2 separate regions of the Ovis aries genome follow, and region 1 is linked to region 2. A link is a contact called in public Hi-C data. All regions are on one chromosome and are shown on one strand. The core of a region is the stretch at or near the end of the contact, and the rest is flanking DNA. Distances in the headings are between cores, read along the strand shown.

Region 1 (4,927 bases), core at 2,165-4,664, 260 kb after region 2:
TGATTGGAAGTGTTGAGGATAACTAAGAGGGCTCAGCTCACAGACACAGGGCAAGGAGAGTGCTTAGGGAGAGAGCAGCAATGATGTGTGCAAAGCAGAGAAACACGAAGCAACGCCGTGGTCCAGAGTACAGGGAGCTGGGTATAGCCCCTATTCTAGCATCTTCAAGCTGTCACCAAGTTTTCAATACTGCTGTGATGTACAACTTGCGGCACAGGACTTTTCTCATATTTTGGAGTATTTTGTTGGCTAGATTCCCAGAAGTGGGACTGCTGAGTCAAAATGCAGGAGCACCCTGACCTACGACATATAACCAAAATGCTTTGCAAATGGATGGAATCAGTTTATAATGACACCAGCAATGTATGAGCAAACCATTGCTTATTATCTCTATATCTTTACCACTGAGTTAATGTCTATTTCTTTAATTACTGTAAAGTTAATTTTCACCATATTTATTATTATCTGATGTCTTTGTATGTGATCTGTTTTCTGCTTTTATTCAATCACTGAGATCTTGTATTTTACTTTACTGTGTGAGCCCTACTAAGATATTCATACTTTTTTTTTATATTTGCTGTCACCATTTTTTTGGTTTAGGTTTCTATGTCATACTGATCTATTTGACTGTGTTGGGTCTTAGTCACAGCATGCAACATCTTTGTTGGGTCATGCGGGATCTAGGCTCAGTAATTGTTGCACTTTGCTTGCCTCGACACATGGAGGATCTTAGTTGCCTGATCAGGGATTGAACCAGGCTCCCTTGCATTCCAAGGCAAATTCTTAGCCACTGGACCACCAGAGAGGTCCTCTATGTCCTTGTTTAAAACAATGTTTGACACATAGAAGTTTTAAGCTATTACCCAGTCATCTCTGTTGATTATTTCCTTCTATTGCTTCTAAGTTGAGAAATACTTCTAGCCAGAGGTTTAACCAATAGTATTCTATTTTCATTGGAAAACATACTGATGCTGGGAAAGATTGAAGGCAAAAGGAGAAGAGGTGGCAGAGGATGAGTGGATAGGTAGCACCACAGACTCAATGAACGTGAATCTGAACAAACTCTGGGAGATAATGAAGCACAGGGAAGCCTGGCATGCTGCAGTCCATGGGATCACAAAGAGTTGGACATGCCGGTGCAGAGGTTAAAAGTGTCTGCCTGCAATGTGGGAGACCTGGGTTCAATCCCTGGGTTGGGAAGGTCCCTTGGAGAAGGAAATGGCAACCCACTCCAGTATTCTTGCCTGGAGAATCCCATGGATGGAGGAGCTTGGTGGGCTATAGTCCATGGGTTGCAAAGAGTCAGACATGACTGAGCGACTTCACTTTTCACTTAGTGACTAAATAACAATTATATTTTCTGGTTTGCTTTACAAAATATATTTAACTCATAAATCCTCCTTGAACTTGGCTTTGACATATGAAATGAGAATTCAGCTAGTCCCCTGCCCCAAATTACCAGAGTTATCTGAACTTCTTCTCTGTTGGGGTTTATTTCAAAGACAAATCCTGCGTAGGATCAACTCAGTCATCAGCTGGATCTGATTTCTAGTACTTTCTGAGTTGTGTCATATCACCTTAAGAAAGACATTTCCTCTGACTTACCCAGGAATCCGCAATAACTGCTCTACTTACATATACGAAGAATTACAATATGGCACCAACAGCTTATGTAAAGTGTGGCAGCACCTTCCTGTTAGTGGGGAATCGGCTACTAAGGGCAGACTGCCTTTGAAGCCCACCAGATTGGTGGTAGTCTGCTGTGTGTTTTGGGTGGGTAGAGGACACTTTCGAGGTAGAGAGGGTTATTTCATCCAAAGGGCTGAAGTCACTGTTACCAGTGTCATAATTCTACGATCTTCTGGTTCTTCCACCTTTGTGGGGACCCTGGCTCCTACCTGTGACCTCAGTATAGCCCCAATCCCTCTCAAGGCCAAGCCTGTTTAAGTGTGGTTTATGGCAAGAAAAAGTAACTTCTTGCTCCTCCATGTAGGCTGTCAACTAGCTAGCTAGGTTTTGAGAAAAGTGAGGGGGTGGTTAACTAGGGAAATCCTATGCCAAATGTTATCAAGCCTATTAAAGGATCTCTTGGGAGCTTAGGAAGCATGCAGATTTCTGTGCCTGGTACCAGGTTTCACTGGTATGGTGCTGGAAAATTTCCCTGATCTCATCTCTTTGCAGCTTTTTCAAGCCTTTTTTTAAAGGCTTGAAACACCCACAGATGTTTACACACAGTTCTGGGCAGTTCTTCATTCTTTTTTCGTGAAATACTGATACCTGCTTGCCAGCACCTATGACAGTGCCCCAGGAGGAAGGCAGTTACATAACCAATGGGCACACATGCTCAGGTAGGGCTCCAAAATAATATCCAGCTTCATTCTCTCCTTCCTCAGAGGTCAAAAGCTTAGTCGTTCATGATCCATAAACCCAATTCAGATTCCCCAGAAGACCATCCTAGAACTCCAGGATTGCTCCTTAGAGTGAGGACCGGTCAGGGTCCTTCGGCACTATTCCGTCTTGTGGGGGCATCTGCAGTCCGGATTTCTGTCGCCGACAGGCCCTAGGGCAAGGATCCTGTCGTGAGTCGGATTCCTTTGGGCCATCTCTCCTACCTCGTCCCCGTCTCCAGGATAAGCCTCTCTCTCTCGCAGGTGGGGAGGCTGAGTTGGAGCCACATTCAGGGGAATTCAGGGGACTTTCCTATGCAATCCTCCGGGTTCGTTCCCATTTCCCGTCTCTTCCCCCACCCCTTCCCTGACATCTCATCCTTCCCCTTTGCTCCTTCCAAAGTCTGTGACCTCTTTCCTCTCCGCCTCGGTGGCCCCGTGTCTTTTCTTGCTACAAAACCAGGTGGTGGAGCAGGGGGTGTGAGTGAAGCTACACCCAGAAGGATGCGCGTCCTGCAGTGGAGCGCAGGGGGAAGGATTCGTCCTGAGGATCCCAACTCAACCAGCTCTCTCACCCCGAAGCGATCCTTTCCCCCAGGTCCCTCCAGAAGCTGCCTGCTGCCGCCGGTGGCAGACGGGGACCATCAACTCCAGTCACTCCTCCAAGGCTGCTCCCACTGGGCGCGCTCTCCGGGCATCCTTACACCTCCCTTCGGCCTGCCATCCTCCCTACCTACCCGCAGTGCTCGGGGGTCCGCGGCGCTCCCGGCTGGCCTGAGAAGGGGCGGGGATGAAGCGAGCGGGAGGAGCGGAGAGCTCGGGAAGGAGGGGGCGGCGCGGCTGCGTTGTGCCTCCCGCCGCCCGGGAGCGCCCGAGCCCGCGCGCGCGCGCACCTCACGGAGGCTCGGGCGGCGGGAGGCGGGCGGAGCTGAGGGCGGTGCGGGCGGAGGAGCAGCCGGTCGAGCGGGCGGAGCGATCGGCGGGCGGAGCGAGGGGTGGGAGGGAGCGCGCGAGCGGGCAGGCGGGCGAGTAGCGTCTCCACCAGCATCCGCGGCGGTCGCGTTTGCCCGAAACCCGGAGGCTGACCAACGTCCAGCGGACGGGCTTGGGAGCTCGCCTTGTGCTGGGGGCCAGCCTCAGCGAAGCTCGGGGCTTGCAGCGTGCTTCCCTGCCCGCCCGCGGCCACCCCGGCTCCGGCGGCCTCGGCGCGCGCCGAGGGCTGGAGGTGCGGGAGCCACTCTCCGCTGCTCGGTCCCTGCGCTGCTCAGCCCGGGTTGGCCGCCGCGCCGCGGCCCCGAGCGCCGTCCCGGATCCCCTGCTTCCCGCCGGCTGCTCCGAGCAACGGTGCTCCGGGGCTCCAAACTCGGGCTGCCGGGGCAAGTGTCTTCATGAACCCAGAGGATGTCCGGGAAGCATTACAAGGGCCCTGAAGTCAGTTGTTGCATCAAGTATTTCATATTTGGCTTCAATGTCATATTTTGGGTAAGTTGGAGCGCTTCTGGGATTTCAACTATTGTGGCTGATCGATTCGCGACGATTTCGCGCACGTTGCTCTCAGCCTTTACTTTTCGCAGCCCCTCGGGCGCTTGTCGGAGCTCGCAGAGGCGTTTGCCTTCCGCCCTTTCAGCCTGCGCGTTGGAGAAATAAACATTTAATCCTTTCTAGGAACGCGAAAAGGTAAAAAGAAAAACGGAGCCGGAAAGGGGGCACCCAGGCCTTGAGATTGCTTTTTAAGGGACGAATAACGTAGATGCAGATGAAAGAAAGGGTTTGGCAGTTGGAGAAATGAGCAACCACTCGAATGAGATTTGCTCCCGGTGGAGTATGGATGTTGGGCAGAGCGTGGTGTCATAATAGGGAAGGCTGATCGGACAGAGTCGACCCTGAGGTCCACCTCTAACGGGGATCTGATTGGACGAGGGCTTGGCTCCGTGTTGCCGCGGCCAGTCTGTGCCATGCTCAGCGTGTATCTTCTTGCACCATCTCGGGCTTTGTGTAGGATGCAGATGCGGCGGTATATGGTTCTGTAATGTGCACGTAAATAACGCTTCCTGCACGCTCTTCTCTTCGTCTTCTTCGGGAAAGCGCTCCTTTTGCATAATGGACTGACCAGTGGGTGTGCGGGGTGGAGGTGTTTATTGCTCTGTCTGTATTATTGTCAGGATAATAACAAGTCACCATCAACATATGTTTCAGTGTGTTCGCACCTCACGACCTGCTTTTCAGAGGAGTGACACATAGAGCGGGCCGTTTTGGGGGAAACCTTGGAGAAATGCAGAGAAGGCGTACGAGACATGTTTTGTGGGGGTACCGGCAGAGCAAATGCTTGAATGAAAGGTTCATCCATGCTCTGCTGGCACCACAATACGCTGGGCACCTACTGTAATTAGGCTGGGATGCCTACTCTTTTGTTTTGTTTGGATTCTCTTCTTTGATCTCACAAACATGTTCGGCACCCAGACAAAGAGTTCACTAGGACAAGGGGAAACGTTGCTTCAAAGACCGTGTGCTTTTTCTTCTCTTTCCCATCCCTTTCCATC
Region 2 (4,671 bases), core at 1,758-4,257:
TTTTTAAAAAGTGTTAACTAGAGGTTGATTTAGATTATCTCTAAAATTAATACCCAACATTAAAATATTAAGAATCATTTACTTTATTATGGAATTTCATATCTTCAGTCTCAAAACCTACTCATTTTAAGACAAATGATTGCTTTGTACTAGTCAGAGTCTAAGAAAGGGATCTAATTTAAATAGATTGTCTAAAATTCCAAGGCCTATTTAAAAAAATTTCTAGACCGTGTTGCAGTAATATTTTTGAGGGATTGATCATGGCAGATGTGATTAGTTTGAACCAGAGTTAAACAGTGCCCAGTAAAACAATGACTTTGGTTATCTAGAAAATCTAAATAAAATTTGAATGACAAAATACATGATAAAAATGATGTGGTTTTTATTATGTATTTTATTAAATTATTTAAAGTCTTTTTACCAAGAGTTAAATCTATAAAGACTAGTAATGTATCAGCTTCAGGAATATACTATGCAAAGAAAAGATCATGACTAATTACAGATGTTAAATGATAACCAAATTATTCCAGGCTTTTAAAACAATAATTTCACTTCACTTCACCATGATACTGTGCTGGGTCATTAGTTATGTATTAATTATATAACCCCAATAAGTATAAAAGTATTTTTTTTATAAAAGCATTTTAATACCATATCCCATAATAAATATCCTGTTATTATGCTTTAAGTACAAGCACAAAAATGTACTTTTTCTGTGGATTAAAAGATAAAGTATAAAATTTCTGCTCTGTGTATTTCAGGTTGCTAAAACAAAACAACCATATAGATACATAGATTAAAAACCTAATCACCAAGTCTTCGACATGGCAGAATCTGATGGTAATATTAGGCAGACATATGAATGTGCCATAAAACACATGCAACAAAGCTCATACAAAATAGAAATTAGCTACAAAGAATAGGAGTATATACACATATATTGTAGAAGCACTAAGATGACTGATAAAAGTGAGGTGTGTTTTATCAAGAGCAAAGCTAATAAAATGGAAGCTATCATTAAACACAAGTTTTAAAAACATCACTGGTTTTCAATCCCACATGGGGACTAAAATCTCTTTAAATTTTAAATCTCTTTTGTTCTGTTATCTTGTAGCACTGGGAAAATAATACATCTATACTATATAGTCAGAGCGGGTAACAGGATACTAATTTTAAACAACAGAAAGTAAGACTGAGATCGACTGTAATTACTTTGCATAGGCTAAAAGTAGATAGTCTGTAAATAGAAATCCATATTATCCATTTATTTTTTCAGAATTCTACTTTAAACCTACTAAAGCTAAACTGACTGGTCAGAAGCTTCCATTAACTGTCTCTGACATCCAGGTAAACCAAAGCATATGAACAGGCCATGGTTTTTGAGTTCTTATTACAGCCTCAATTATGTGTTAGTCAACTCAAGCAACCATTATGTACTCAATAATAGGTATGACACAGTTAAGAACATCAGCAACACAGCAAGCAGGCAGGCACAGGCAACCTGCTTTTACTTATTTTTCTGGTGTGAACATTCTTAAAAAGCATGGAAAGTATCATTAAACCTTAGAGTAGCACTCTACTAGATATCTTTACCTCTATTTATAACCGTGCAGAGTAACACTGTCTTGAGAAATGACAGCACAGTATCCTACATGGAAAGGAAATGTAGGATGCCATAGTGGGGATGAATTTCTAATTGCCAGTGATTATTGTGAATATAACAATATTTTCCTGAACATTAAAGTCTCTGTGGAGGGTAGCTACAGTTAAAAAGTGGGGGGGGGGGGTCTTGTCTTGAAACTTTAAAATTGCGTTGGTGTATACGATAATGAAACAAAATACACAAAAGAAAAAAATTTTAATTGTTTAAAAAAAAAAAAACATTAAGGGAAGCCGCTGATCCTTAGGAAGACACGAGGTTGCTTATAGTGAAGCATTTATAGAGTCCGATGCATCTTCAAAACTGGTTACAATCACTAGCACAGCAAACCCTTGTGAGGTAAGTGTATTATTACCTGTGGTTCATAAATGAAAAAGCTGAGGCACTGACTAAGTCGCTTGCCTAACGAGAATGAGTCAACGTCAAGAGTCATAGTTGACCTAGCCTAACGACTCCTGACGGTCAGTCCAGGGCTTAGTCAGCGGGGGCCGGAGTGGCTTCCCTGGCTGGCACCTGGACTTGGGCTGTTTCCGTTCACGTTAAAGCAGAACAGTGGAAGCGAGAGGACACAACTTGCAAATCATTTTTACTTCCACTCAAGATTTAACCCTGAAGTCTTAATTTCAGGAGTTGAAACAGGAAAAGCTGTTGGGTGCATTCCCCCTCCCCCAACCTGTGGCAAGTGGGTACTGTGGGCGGTTCCGCCACCCCCTTTTCGCAGTGATGGCAATGAGTGACCACCAGTGTTAGCGGAGCCAAGGGACCGGGGAGGGTTGAATAATAGTTGCTCAAACAACTATTCTCCATCACCAACTCTTTTTAAAACTAAGAGAAAATGGTGAGAAGTCAAAAGAAAATTAAATAAACACACAGGCAACTCGTCCTAGGACCTCAACTAAGCAAATGAAGCCTTATTGAGCGTGCTGAGCCTTCGGTTCTCAACCTTCCGGGGAAGATGGGAGGACAGGGCGACAAAGGGCACAGTAGGCATGCCTGGCAGTAAGTGCGACAGCATCTATCCAGGCGGAAGACCAGAGGACTGAAAACCACCCTGCAGAACGCAAGTGTCCGCCGCTCCGAGAACCGCGAACCGTACCCACCGACCACGTGAACAGTTCTTTTTTTTTTTTTTAACTTCTTTGCCTAAAAGAAAAAAAAAAAAAGGAGGGAGCGTGAGAGACTTCACTTCCCAGAAGCCTCTCGTTAAACACGCAGCCGCAGTCTTGCGCAGGCGCCGCCAGGGCCAAACGGATACGTCCGTCACGTGAACAGTAGCCGGCCAATCCGGTTTGAATCTCCTTTTTTTCCTCTCACCCCCCCTCCCCCTTCAGGAGCGGTTGTGCGATCAGATCGATCTAAGATGGCGACTGTGGAACCGGTGAGTATTGCCTTTGGCCCCCACCCCCACCGGTCCCCGCGCTCGGTCTCCCTTCGGACTGGGGGACCCCGCGGGACGGCGTTCCCGGCGCGCATGCTACCCCTTGCCGCCCCCTCCCCCTCTTCTTGGGCCTGACCTCCCCGCGGACAACTGGGGGCGCCCCGGAGGTTGGCCGCTACGGCGTGTGGAGCACACGTTCTGGTGGGGGCCCGAGAGCTCGGGGAGAGGAGTGGGGGAGGGGCGGCGCGGCGCCTCCGGCGGAGCCTTGAGGGGGCCGCGAGGATGGAGGGTGTTCGGGGCCCTGGGCTAGGGTTGTGGGAATTGTGTTTTCGGGATAGGAGGGCGCGGAGCCGGCTCCGAGCAGGCGTCGGGATCCGCAGGGAGGGTGGGCGGCGAGCCGGCCTGGAATGAGATGGAGGAGGGCGCCCCGGGGCAGCCTTTCCCTCTCTCCCTCCCGAGCCTCTCTCTAGCCCAGGGACTCGGGTGCGGCGCGCGTGCCGGGGTTCATTAGACCCGTGGGCCGGGAGGCCGGTGGGCTCGCGTTGCCAGAAGGTGGGTTGGGCGGGAGTGGTGCCGCGGCACGCGCGGAGAAGCTTCGACCTCGCCGAGGGGAGCCGAGAGGGGCGAGCGCATGTTACTCCAGCGCGTCGGAGAGTTGCCGGGGTTGGCGGCAGGGGAGGCGAGAAAGGTTTGGAGTGGGGAGGCGAACCCCGTGCTGCGCGGTAAACCTCTGAGAGGAGGATGAAAGTTGGGGGGTGGTTAGAAGGGGGACCACATTGTCCTCGCCCCTCCGTGCTCGAGACCGGGCTGTCATGGAGGAGGGAAGGGGGAGGAGCGAGGCCTACGGAGAGCTGCTGCCGGTCTGGTTGCCGGCCGGACCGGCTGCATTTCACACGCGCCTGTCTTCCATTCATTCATCTTCGCGCTGTGCGCACGCCTCAGAGAATGGGACTGGGTCTAGATCCGTCTGTTCTTCCGAGTCTTTATCGTCTGGAAGATATCACAGAGCAGTTTATTGGAAATAGAAACTTAACTTTTCGAGTTAATTTTCCATTTGATTTTCTCTTTATCCGTTCTACTGGTTTCCCTCCCAATTTAGGTACCATCTTAAACTTCTCTGAAGCAAGTTGATCCCAGAGCACAAAGTTACCGCTCAAAGGAGAGAGTATCTTTGTCATAGTTTGGTTTTGCCTGCACTGGCTCACTAAAACTTCCAGGCTTATGTTGCCGTTTTAGGAATGTCGCCATCTAAGTGATAATTTAGAGGCGTAATACATTCACCAGAAAACCTTTGATATCTGGAACTAATTCCAGACCTTCGTTGCCAGATGTTTTCGTATATCTTTAATGATAGTTTGTGATTTTGATTATGGCTTCCCAATTTGCTTTGACTCTTTAAAGACTTCTATAACTACTTTGAAAACGAGGTATAGAAAGGTCTGTAGAATACAAAAATGCTTATTTTTCATTACATTGATGTGAACTATCTTGAGCTTCCTGCCAGAGTTCAAGGCAGAAAGCTTGATTATTTCTTTTATTGGTACCAGTATGCGTTTATTTTCCTGGAAATTAGATTGACTACAAAACTCTTAAGTTGCTGATACAATTAACTGATTTTTAGAACATTGATGTT

What was found. A called contact is a pair of places that touch in the nucleus more often than the background predicts.
Region 1: a contact with region 2 is called in a Hi-C map of hypothalamus, with 2.5 times the contacts expected there. The contact joins the promoter of TSPAN5 here to the promoter of EIF4E in region 2. A contact is called at or near these places in 2 of 16 Hi-C or Micro-C datasets (blood and hypothalamus).

Annotation. Positions count from the first base shown.
Region 1 is chr6:26,500,056-26,504,982 of ARS-UI_Ramb_v3.0, forward strand. TSPAN5 (tetraspanin 5) reads left to right here and starts at 3,415. Exons shown (of 8, transcript XM_004009684.5): 1 at 3,415-3,869. The coding sequence starts at 3,789.
Region 2 is chr6:26,239,053-26,243,723 of ARS-UI_Ramb_v3.0, forward strand. It overlaps EIF4E (eukaryotic translation initiation factor 4E), which reads left to right and starts at 3,008. Exons shown (of 7, transcript XM_004009683.6): 1 at 3,008-3,038. The coding sequence starts at 3,021.